2 separate regions of the Mus musculus genome follow, and region 2 is linked to region 1. The links are chromatin contacts, called in public HiChIP or PLAC-seq maps. All regions are on one chromosome and are shown on one strand. Each heading gives the region's core, a stretch centred on a gene start, on an enhancer-like site or on the middle of the called end of the contact. The rest is flanking DNA. Distances are from core to core; before and after follow the strand shown.

Evidence for each region. HiChIP or PLAC-seq counts read pairs in DNA pulled down with a chosen protein or histone mark.
Region 2: an H3K4me3 HiChIP or PLAC-seq map of forebrain shows a contact between it and region 1, with 6 times the contacts expected there. The contact joins the enhancer-like site here to the promoter of Drc1 in region 1. A contact is called at or near these places in 21 of 39 promoter capture datasets (the 3T3-L1 cell line, 3T3-L1-derived adipocytes, the C10 cell line and 13 more), 3 of 15 datasets of contacts at CTCF or cohesin (hippocampal excitatory neurons, large pre-B cells and liver), 5 of 484 Hi-C or Micro-C datasets (the G1E-ER4 cell line, bone marrow-derived macrophages, embryonic fibroblasts and 2 more), 23 of 115 datasets of contacts at active chromatin or transcription factors (bone marrow-derived macrophages, craniofacial prominence, double positive thymocytes and 17 more) and 5 of 9 other capture datasets (adipose tissue, embryonic tail, liver and 2 more).

What each region holds. Positions count from the first base shown.
Region 1 is chr5:30,278,971-30,283,546 of GRCm38.p6, forward strand. Drc1 (dynein regulatory complex subunit 1) reads left to right here and starts at 2,423. Exons shown (of 17, transcript NM_001033460.4): 1 at 2,423-2,636. The coding sequence starts at 2,482.
Region 2 is chr5:30,340,578-30,345,364 of GRCm38.p6, forward strand. Drc1 (dynein regulatory complex subunit 1) reads left to right here. Exons shown (of 17, transcript NM_001033460.4): 2 at 1,087-1,174; 3 at 2,091-2,203. Among named protein-coding and RNA genes, the nearest start is that of Drc1, 62 kb to the left of the region's middle. Within about 2 kb of position 2,279, at least 31 of the 459 cell types and tissues checked have an H3K27ac peak or open chromatin away from gene starts, as enhancers often do. A contact at or near this core is called in forebrain, where this site is marked.

The DNA.
Region 1 (4,576 bases), core at 1,173-3,672:
CTGCCAAAGGCTCCAAACAGCATCTCTATCTGCTACTGACACCTCAAGGTACCATCAGGTCTGTAGGATCATATGGTCCAAGTGGTAGAGCAGCCTGGACAGCAGCCTTGACCTGTTGAAGAGCCTTCTCCTGTCCAGGCCCCACACAAAGGTAGCAGCTTTCTGAATCACTTAGTAAATGGGCCTGAGTACCACACCCGAGTGAGGAATGTGCCGGCTCCAGAATCCAAATAAGCAGGCAACGTTTCTTGGGATTTCCCAGGACCAGTATTCAGGAAAGTCTGGTCATTTCCTTTCCCCCAGTGTACAGTTACCCTTATCAAAGGCTGTAGCTCCCTCTCAGGAAGAACTGGAGAAAGGCTAACAGCAAAACTTTTAGGGGTCTTCTCAAGGTCCTTCCTTAGAGGACCCTGGCTACCCCTTCATTCAAGGGGTTCTGGGTCTGCAAACTGGCTCAAGTCTGGAAATAGATGCACTGGCCGAGACTGCCTTTTGCCAGAATCCGATATAGCCTTTCTTTCATTTGTTTGAGATTTTTTTTTCTGATACAGATGAAATAAATGCAATAGGCTCATTATCTACTTCATGCCTGGAAACACCGTGATTAGCCAGTACCAAAGGTCTGTATGAGTCATGCCGTTATAAAATTTGTCTTGCCTGTGCTGACCATTATGAGTTACATCATTATGAACATTGTTTTGTCTAGGCTGCCCATATAACTGCAGTCATCTTGCTTCTGGTGATTCAGTGCTGCCACTGGCCCCTGCTACCTCAGTGCCCAGTTAATCCCATTGCCTTTCATCCATTCAGTTGAGCAGCAGCATCTGCAACCCTAAGGTCTGGCATAAGCAGAGACCACAAAGCCCTTCAGATGTGCTGGTGGCCCTCTCACCAGTTTGCATCTTATAGGATTTATGAAGGGTGTGTCTTCTGGGCTTTCCTATTATAGAGGATTAGGTTTTACACAGCAAACTCATTCTTTTTTTTTTTTTTTTTTTTTCGAGACAGGGTTTCTCTGTAGCCTTGGCTGTCCTGGAACTCACTTTGTAGGCCAGGCTGGCCTCGAACTCAGAAATCCGCCTGCCTCTGCCTCCTGAGTGCTGGGATTAAAGGCGTGTGCCACCACCCCCAGCAGCAAACTCATTCTTGCATTGCAACTTCCCTAAGCCATAAAACCCCTTCATCATCAAGGAATGTCTAGCATGTCTGAGTCCCTAAGTTCAGTCTCCAATGCTACAAAAATAAAACTGTCGAGTGGTTTGCATTAGGGATAGTGTCTTGAAATGTAGCCCTGCTTGGCCTAGAACTTTACAGTCTTCCTATCTCAGCCTCCCAGAGGGCTGATTGTGAACCACTATGTCTGCATGTCTGTGTGTATTATTATTATAAGGGTGGGTATTATTATTATTATTATTTTGGTATAGGGCTTTACATTTCTTATTTTAATTTAGTTTAGAAATGGAGTCTCATTGTGTTCCAGGATGACCTGGAACACAATCCTGAGTTCTGGGATTACAGGAGTGGTGTTTTTGTTTTGTTTTGTGTGTCCTGTCCAAGGTGCTCCAACGAACCAACTGGTGTAGGTAAACCCTTTACCATTGAGCCGTACCACAAGCCCACAGGCATAGTTTTAATTCTTAAAGAGAACATTAAAAAACAACAACAAAAAAAAAACCACTTTTTACACCTATGATTTTGTGTGCCCATATGCCACTGTGGCATGTGAAGGTCAAAGGACAATTTATCAGTACTGGTACTTTTTCCATAGTGTGGGCCTAAAGGATTGAACTCAGTTGGTCACTCTCCTTGGCCATAAACATTGACTGCTGAGCCTTCTCTCTGGCCCCAGGACATTATTTTGTTGACAAGGGGACACACGGTGCCTAAGGCATGATGTCCCCCCCCCCGCCCCCGCAGACTGCTGCTTTGAGAGAGCGGTGGTGTCCTGGGTTCTTCCCCGCCCCCCCCCCCCCAACCATTCTCCTGAACCCACCTCTTTTTCGGTCATGGCTACAGATGATGAGTGTACTTGAGTTCACACTTCCAAAACTGCAATGGGCTGAGGTGGTCTCCCACTCAGCTTAAGGAAAGGACGCCACTGTCTCTAGCTATATAATACAATGCTTTTCATGTTGCAGGTACTCAGTTATTTTGGAGCAAAGTGCCTTTTAGGAATATTCATTTGGTAAGGTGGATGATGAATTGGGCTTTTGAGTCAGAAAGAGATGCGGTGCGGTTTGTTCCATCTGCCTTCGTGGGGTCAAGTCAGCCCCTCCAAACCAACTTCAGGCAAGGGGAATCAAGTCCACATTTGGGATACAAATATACAACTCGTAGTGCCTGACAGAGAAGCTGGGCTGGAGCGCCGCGCGACAGCTAGCCAGAGATGGGTCAGGTGACTGCTTTCCCTTGGCAACGGCTTGTTCCTAGCAACCCGGCTGCTGGTCCAGGCGGAGCTGCCAGTGGGTGGGAGACGCCGCCATGAATCCCTCAGGAACCATTGGGGTCCTAGAGCAGAATGGGGAAGAACACTTAGCCACCCCGATTCTCGGACCCTCGGTGCATTCGGATAACCCGCAGGAGCGGATCCAGGCCCGGCGCCTGCGCATCGCTGCTCGTCAGGAAGCCCGAAGGCGGTGAGCTGGGTGGCCGGGTGGTGCGATGGGGAGCCCAGAGTGCCCTGCAGGGAGCTGGGGCCGGGCTGGGTGGGAGCTCCATGGTAAGGTGTGTGTGTGTGTGTGTGTGTGTGTGTGTGTGTGTGTGTGCGCGCGCGCGCCCTGGGTGTAAACAGAAAAACTTTTCTTCTAGAACATTCAAGCAGTGAGTTTTGGGACAGCTAGGGCTACATAATGAGACCCTGTCCCAATATTTGAAAATAAAAATAAAAAAGTTCTAGGTCAGATTTATTCCAGAGGCTAGAGTTTGTTGACGAGATGTAATGGACCGCGATCTGTGAAAGAGTCGGTTATCCCCATTCTACTGAGAATACCTTATCACAGCCAGTGAGCATATGTGATTGTGTGTTCCACACAGATATGAGCATCTTGATCCATTTTAAAATTAAAAAATAAAATAAAATAAAGCCAGGTTAGTGGCTTATGCCTTTAATCTCAGTACTGGAGTGGCAGAGGCAGGCAAATCTCTTTGAGATCAAGGCTAGCCTAGTCTACGTAGGAAGGCCTTGACACCTCAAAATAAAAATAAAATAAGAGTAAAAGCTTTCATTTCACTTAGTGGCCACACTCCCTGGGCCCAAGGCCATGTCGACGGATCTACTGTAGCAAAGGCGGGGTGGCTGCTTGCTTGTGCTTGCGGACATTGATGATCATTGTCTAGAATCCATCCAGGTACTGCAAGTGCCAGACCTGTGAATTAAGAGGGGATGTGATAGGAGCCACCACACTTGCATTCCCACCATGTTCCCTAGGCTTTGGTGTCTTTATTAGCTTAGGTAAAGTTTAAGGGACATCCACTAGTCACCAGACTTCATGTGACAGTTGTTCAACTTCTAAGTCGTTCATTCCACTTTTACTTTTGGTGGTCTACAGACCCAGCAGAAGTACAAGATGGAGGTCTGTGTGCCTCCATCCTAGTTGGGCAAGGCTGTGATCATGGTTAGCATCTCTTGTTGTCATGGTAACTCAGATCTGTTTTTAATTGTCCTAACACTGTCTGGGTATCCCCTTCCCTGACAGTTCCCTGATGACCTTCAATCCCCTTGGGGAAAGGCTAGGAGCCTCACTACATTATGTATTTGCATTGTGTTCTCTGTTCTTCCTCCTGGGATCCCTGCCACCTCTTTGGTTAGGAGGTTCTGGGATGAGAACTGGGGTTGGTTCAGGAACTGGGCAAGGCAGAAGCATCCTTAGTAAGCTTGTCTGTTGCTGCTGTTTGGCTAACAGATGAACTGGACTCTTATCTGCTCTTCTACTTGTCTCCAAGTGATGCCACATTTATCCATCTCCAAAGCTGTCCGAGGATCATGGTCTTGGTTGTTGCTGTGGTGTTTAACAAGGAGACTGGGGGGCTGGAGAGATGGCTCAGTGGTTAAGAACTCTGACTGCTCTTCTGAAGGCCCTGAGTTCAAATCACAGCAACCACATGGTGGCTCACAACCATCCGTAATGAGATCTGATGTGCTCTTTTGGTGTGTCTGAAGACAGCTATAGTGTGCTTACATATAATAATAAATAAACCTTAAAAACAAAACAAAAACAAAAACAAAAAAGCAGGCCAGGTGGTGGTGGCGCACGCCTTTAATCCTAGCACTTGGAAGCAGAGGCAGGCAGATTTCTGAGTTCGAGGCCAGCCTGGTGTACAGAGTGGGTTCCAGGACAGCCAGGGCTATACAGAGAAACCCTGTCTCGAAAAACCAAAACAAACAAACAAAAACAAAAAAGCAAAGCAAACAAACAAACAAGCAAAAAAAAAAAAACCCAAAGAGACTGGGAATTCAGTGATGTGCAGGAAGTTTATATTCTAATGAGAGAGAGAGGACAAGTGTCCCTATAACTATGATCTATGACAAGGACAGCAAGGGGAGAGGAGACTCCTGGGAGTAGGCCCTAAAGCCAGG
Region 2 (4,787 bases), core at 1,029-3,528, 61 kb after region 1:
CTCTGCCTCCTGAGTGCTAGGATTAAAGGCATGTGCCACCACGCCCGATGAAGACTTAGAAGCTTAAACAGATTAAACCCTTTTCTCCCCCTAGTTTGCTTTTGGCCTTAGTGTTTCCTCACAGCAATAGAAACCTTAAGACACAATGTACCCTGGATTACCTGGGGTCTATGCTGAGGGGTCCTGAAGGTCCCTGCCCAGCCACCCATTGGAAAGGTCAGTTGACAGTGACAGCAAAGGCTGGGCATCTGCTCTGACCTCGAGGGTTTTGAGTGTGAGTAGCTGGCAGGTCTTAGACTGTTGCTTTCTAGTTGATTATTATTGTAGAACCAGCCAGTGAGGCAAGGCCTGCCAACGATAAGGAAGTGCATGCCGCCCTGGGTTGGTTTTAGTGTCTGTCAAAGCCCATTTACCAAGCATACCTGTTCCCTTCTGGAACCCAATATGAAGCCTGAGGGCAGGAGTCAGAGAAAAGTGTGGCAGATGGCATCAGCTGGTGTCCAAATGCCACACAGAGGAGATGCCAGCTACAAGGCATCATCTCGGTTGCTTATCCTGCTCCTGCAACAAAGGCAACTTGAGAGAGAGAATTTACTTCAGCTCATAGTCCACAGCCGGGGAGTCAAGGGCAGAAGTCAGGGAATGGTGTTTTCTACAGCGGGGATGGGACGTCCCATCCCAGCCAGATCCTCAAGATAACCCACATGTACAGTCCAGATACCTGTCCCAGGTGATTCTAGATTCTGTCAAACTAATGGCTCCAACCATCATGGGGACTTGATAGCATCCTGTCCTTTTCACCTGACTAGATTTATTCAAAGATGGGCTTTGTATCCTAAGGTTTTCTGTTCTCTTTTATTTGCTTGTAGTGTGGGATTTTTGTTGTTGTTGTCGTCGTTGTTTGTTTTGAGATTGGATTTCTCTATATATCCCTGGGTACTGGCTTTGTAAACCAGGCTGGCCGCAGAACTCATAGAGATCCACCTACCTGTGCCTCCCGAGTGCTGGGATTAACGGCGTGTGTTTAAACACAAAGCACAAACACTCATGACTGCACTGTCCTGCCTTGATGTCTTCCTGCCACAGGGAAGCCCTGGGAGAGTATTTGGACGGGAAGAAGGAGAGTGAGGAGGAGCAGAGCAAGAGCTACAAACAGAAAGAAGAGAGCCGCCTGGTACGAGCTGAGCCGGCGGTCGCAGAGTCTCGTAGCCTGGTTTTCATAGGCAGGAAGTATACCTTCTGTGTTGCTGACTCTAGATGGGGCTGTCTCGTTTTGGGGTTCCCTAGGAGTGAGCTTTCAAACTGTAGGTTCCTGTCAGGAAAGATGGCACGTAAGTACAGGTACCCACAAGACGGGGACAGGAGTGCTCTGCTGGAAGACTGGCCTAGGATATGATATGAGCAGGCCTCAGAAACAAACAAGTGAGAAATTGGGGCAGGTTGGGTGGGTGGGGATGACTGGGGTAAAGTGCTTGTGTCAAAAGCACAAGGACTAGATTTCAGATCTCCAACCACATGTAAATGAGGAGTCAGTAGGGTGGCAGAGAGCCCAAAGCAAGCTGGCTTGGAGCTGACTGTGTAAGGCTGGGTGGGTGGCACACGCCTGTTTTAATCCTACTACTTGGGTGGCAGAGGCAAGCAGATCTCTGTGAATTCCAGAACAGCCTGGTCTACAAAGGGAGTTCAGGACAGCCAAGGCTACACAGAAAAAATCCTGTCTGAAAAAACAAAACAAAACATCATGTAGACCAGGCTGGCCTTAGAACCAGTGATCCACCTGCCTCTGCCTCCTGAGCTCTGGTTTTAAAGACATAAGCCACTGTGCTCCTCTCTCTCTCTCTCTCTCTCTCTCTCTCTCTCTCTCTCTCTCTCTCTCTCTCTCTGTTTACATTTAACGTCTCTACTTATGTGCCCCGGGATGTATGTGCTGTGCTGCCTGTGGCAGTCCAAGGACTTGTGGCGTGGGAGTTGATTCCTACAGTGCGGGTCCCGGGGTTGAACTCGCGGCTTGGCAGCAAGCTTACACAGTGAGCCATCTCAATAGCCCAGAATAGTCTAGATTCACAGCTTGCCGCCTCTCTGTTTTCCAGAAACTGACTAAACTCCTGCTCTGCGGGACCGAGTTGGTGACAAATATTCAGGTGGCTGCAGACGTCAGAGAGATCCACAGGAGGGTTGAAGAGGAGGAGACAAAGCGGCAGAGGTAAGGGATGTGCTGCCTTTGTGCGCCACAGTCGCCACGTGACTGCCCTTCCACTCTCCCAGTCCTTGGAGCGAAAATTTGTCCAACCCGGTCTCATGGAATCCCCTTCCTGCTCCGTGTGAACCCACCGTCCTCCTTTCCCCGCTTCTTCCCTCGTCCCTCCCTTCCTCAAGTGTCCCAAGCTGTGTGGGTGTGAATGGAGGGCCGGTCGGTCCCTTGCCTCTGACAACACGGGACACTTAACAGCGGTCTGTTCTAAAAAGGAGATCAAGGAGATCAAGGAATGTAGGAAGTCACAGGAGGAGGCTTTCGGTTGGAGAAAACACAGCAGGAATTTTGGGTTGCACTGGGAAGGCCAAGTAAGGTTTAGGCTGTCGCGTAGGCATCTTAGGCAGAGGCGTGCAATCTCAGAACATGTCTGGGAGTGGCAGGTGCGGCTCAGATGGTGCCTACAGCCCTGGGAATGATTCTTGCAGGTGAAGCCTGTTGAGTAGGAGTTGCTGGCAGAGCGTAGGGGTGGAGGTGGGGGTGTGTGCATGCACCTGAAGTCAATGCTTGCCTCGGTCAGCAAACTTTCCTGTGGCGCTAAAGCTGCTGCAGGATTGATGGAAACCTGGGCTTGGAGCGCCACCCAGTGTTTAACCTGCAGAGGCCACGCCAGCCTCAGATAAGGCAAAGATAAAACTGCATTTAGTGACAAAGTGATGCTTTGTGAGGGAAACACTAGCTTTTCTTCCTCTTATCTGGGCTTCTCTGGTCTTGGTAAACACACTGGGAAACAGTGTGGCTTGTTTTCTGCTATCTGGCATACATTTAGTCACCGGAAGTCATGCTGTAAGGTGCATTTACTGTGCTGAGATTTAGAGGCGTTGTTTAAAGGCCACATGAGAGTGAAGATTTGGAGGTGAAGGCAGAAGCCCCCCATCACCCCCCCAAAATCAACTAAGAAGCTCAACATTTAAATCAATTAAGTGACCAAACCCACAGATAGCTCAGAATTAGGCACATAGAGGCATAGCTTATAAAAGAAACACTGTAATAGGTCCTGTGTGCTCTCAGCTGGACAGTGAGGTACAGGATCATATTCATGTTGTGGTCCCTGCACTAAAGAAGTTTAATCCCAGCCTTTAATACCAACACTTGGGTGACAGAGACAGGAGGATCTCTGTGAGTTTGAGGCCAGCCTGGTCTACAGAGTGAGTTCCAGGACAGCCAGGGCTACATAGTGAAACCCTGTCTTGAAAGAACAAAACAAAACAAAGGGAAGTTGTGGTCTTGTTTAGTGACAGTATAGTCAGCAGCATTGCTCCCGTCTCCGCTCTGATGACTTCCTCTCTGTCACATCATCAGTGCACCCCACACAGGGCCTCTCTGGAATTTCTAAAAGGCATTCCTGACTTCCTTCTCAGACATCCCATTAGTTTAGCTGGGGCGGAACGATCAGACACCAGAGGCTACGCTTGATAAAAAAACCTACATAAGAATTTAAGAGCTGGGTGTGGTAGCTTATGCCTGTATTCATCTCAGCACTTGGAAAGTCGAGGTAGGAGAGGAGCCTCAGTTTTGAAGCCACTCAGGGCCTATGGAGGTCCAGGCCAGCTGGAGACTCTCAACAAAAAGAATGTAGGTACCACTTGTGATGTGGCTGCCAGGTACTGAGACACACTCCCCCCCTGTTCCCCGCTGCAACAGTTCATCATTTTATTAACCCTAGCAACAGGTGTAAAAAGGTCGCCAAGGTAGATGCTTCACACTCTCCATTGTATCAAAGAGGACAGTGAAGCTTGTAGGGGTCAAATGCCTTGTCTTGAGTCCGCCCACAGGAGGGTCAGGATTTGAATATAAGCTGTTTGTAATAGCTATGGTGTGTCGCCAGCCCACCCAGCCCAGCTGGCTAGATGTGGGCCTGTGGATGTGTTTTAACGCCAACGTGTTTTTTTTAAAGTCGAGGTTGGAGTTTATGAAGAAGTCGCTCTGGTTGAGTCTCCTATCTTGATGCTTTGACCAAACACCCAGCTTAGAGAGCAAGGGCTTATTTTGGCTCACAGTTTGGGATTACAGTCCATGGTGGCACAGAAGCCATGTCAGCAGGAGCTGGAGGCAGCTGCTCACACCGCATCTGATGCCAAAAAGGGGGAGGGGGAGGGGGAGGGGGAGGGGAGGGGAGGGGAGAACTCTGGTGCTTACTTTGGTTTCTCCTTTTCATTCAGCCTCAGGCTTCATTTAGGTTTTCCTTAATCTTGACACGCCCTCTCTCCCTCCCTCCCTCCCAGCCTGCCCAAAGGCTTGTTCTGTTGTGGTCCCAAACCCTATCAAGCTGATGACTGAAGTTAACCATCGCAGATTTCAGTGTAGATGTGAGCAGGGCATTAAGGACTGGAGTGGGGGGAGGGATGTGGAAGGATGGCAGTCTGCGCTTTATTGTGTCTGTCAAGTTGTCAAGGGACGGACTTGCTGTTGGTCTTCCTTGGCAGGTGTTTCACTTGGGGTGAACCCACATGATAGAAGCAGAGAATTGACTTCAAGTTGTCCTCTACACACATGTGCCTGCACATGTATGTGTGTGTACACATACACAGACACA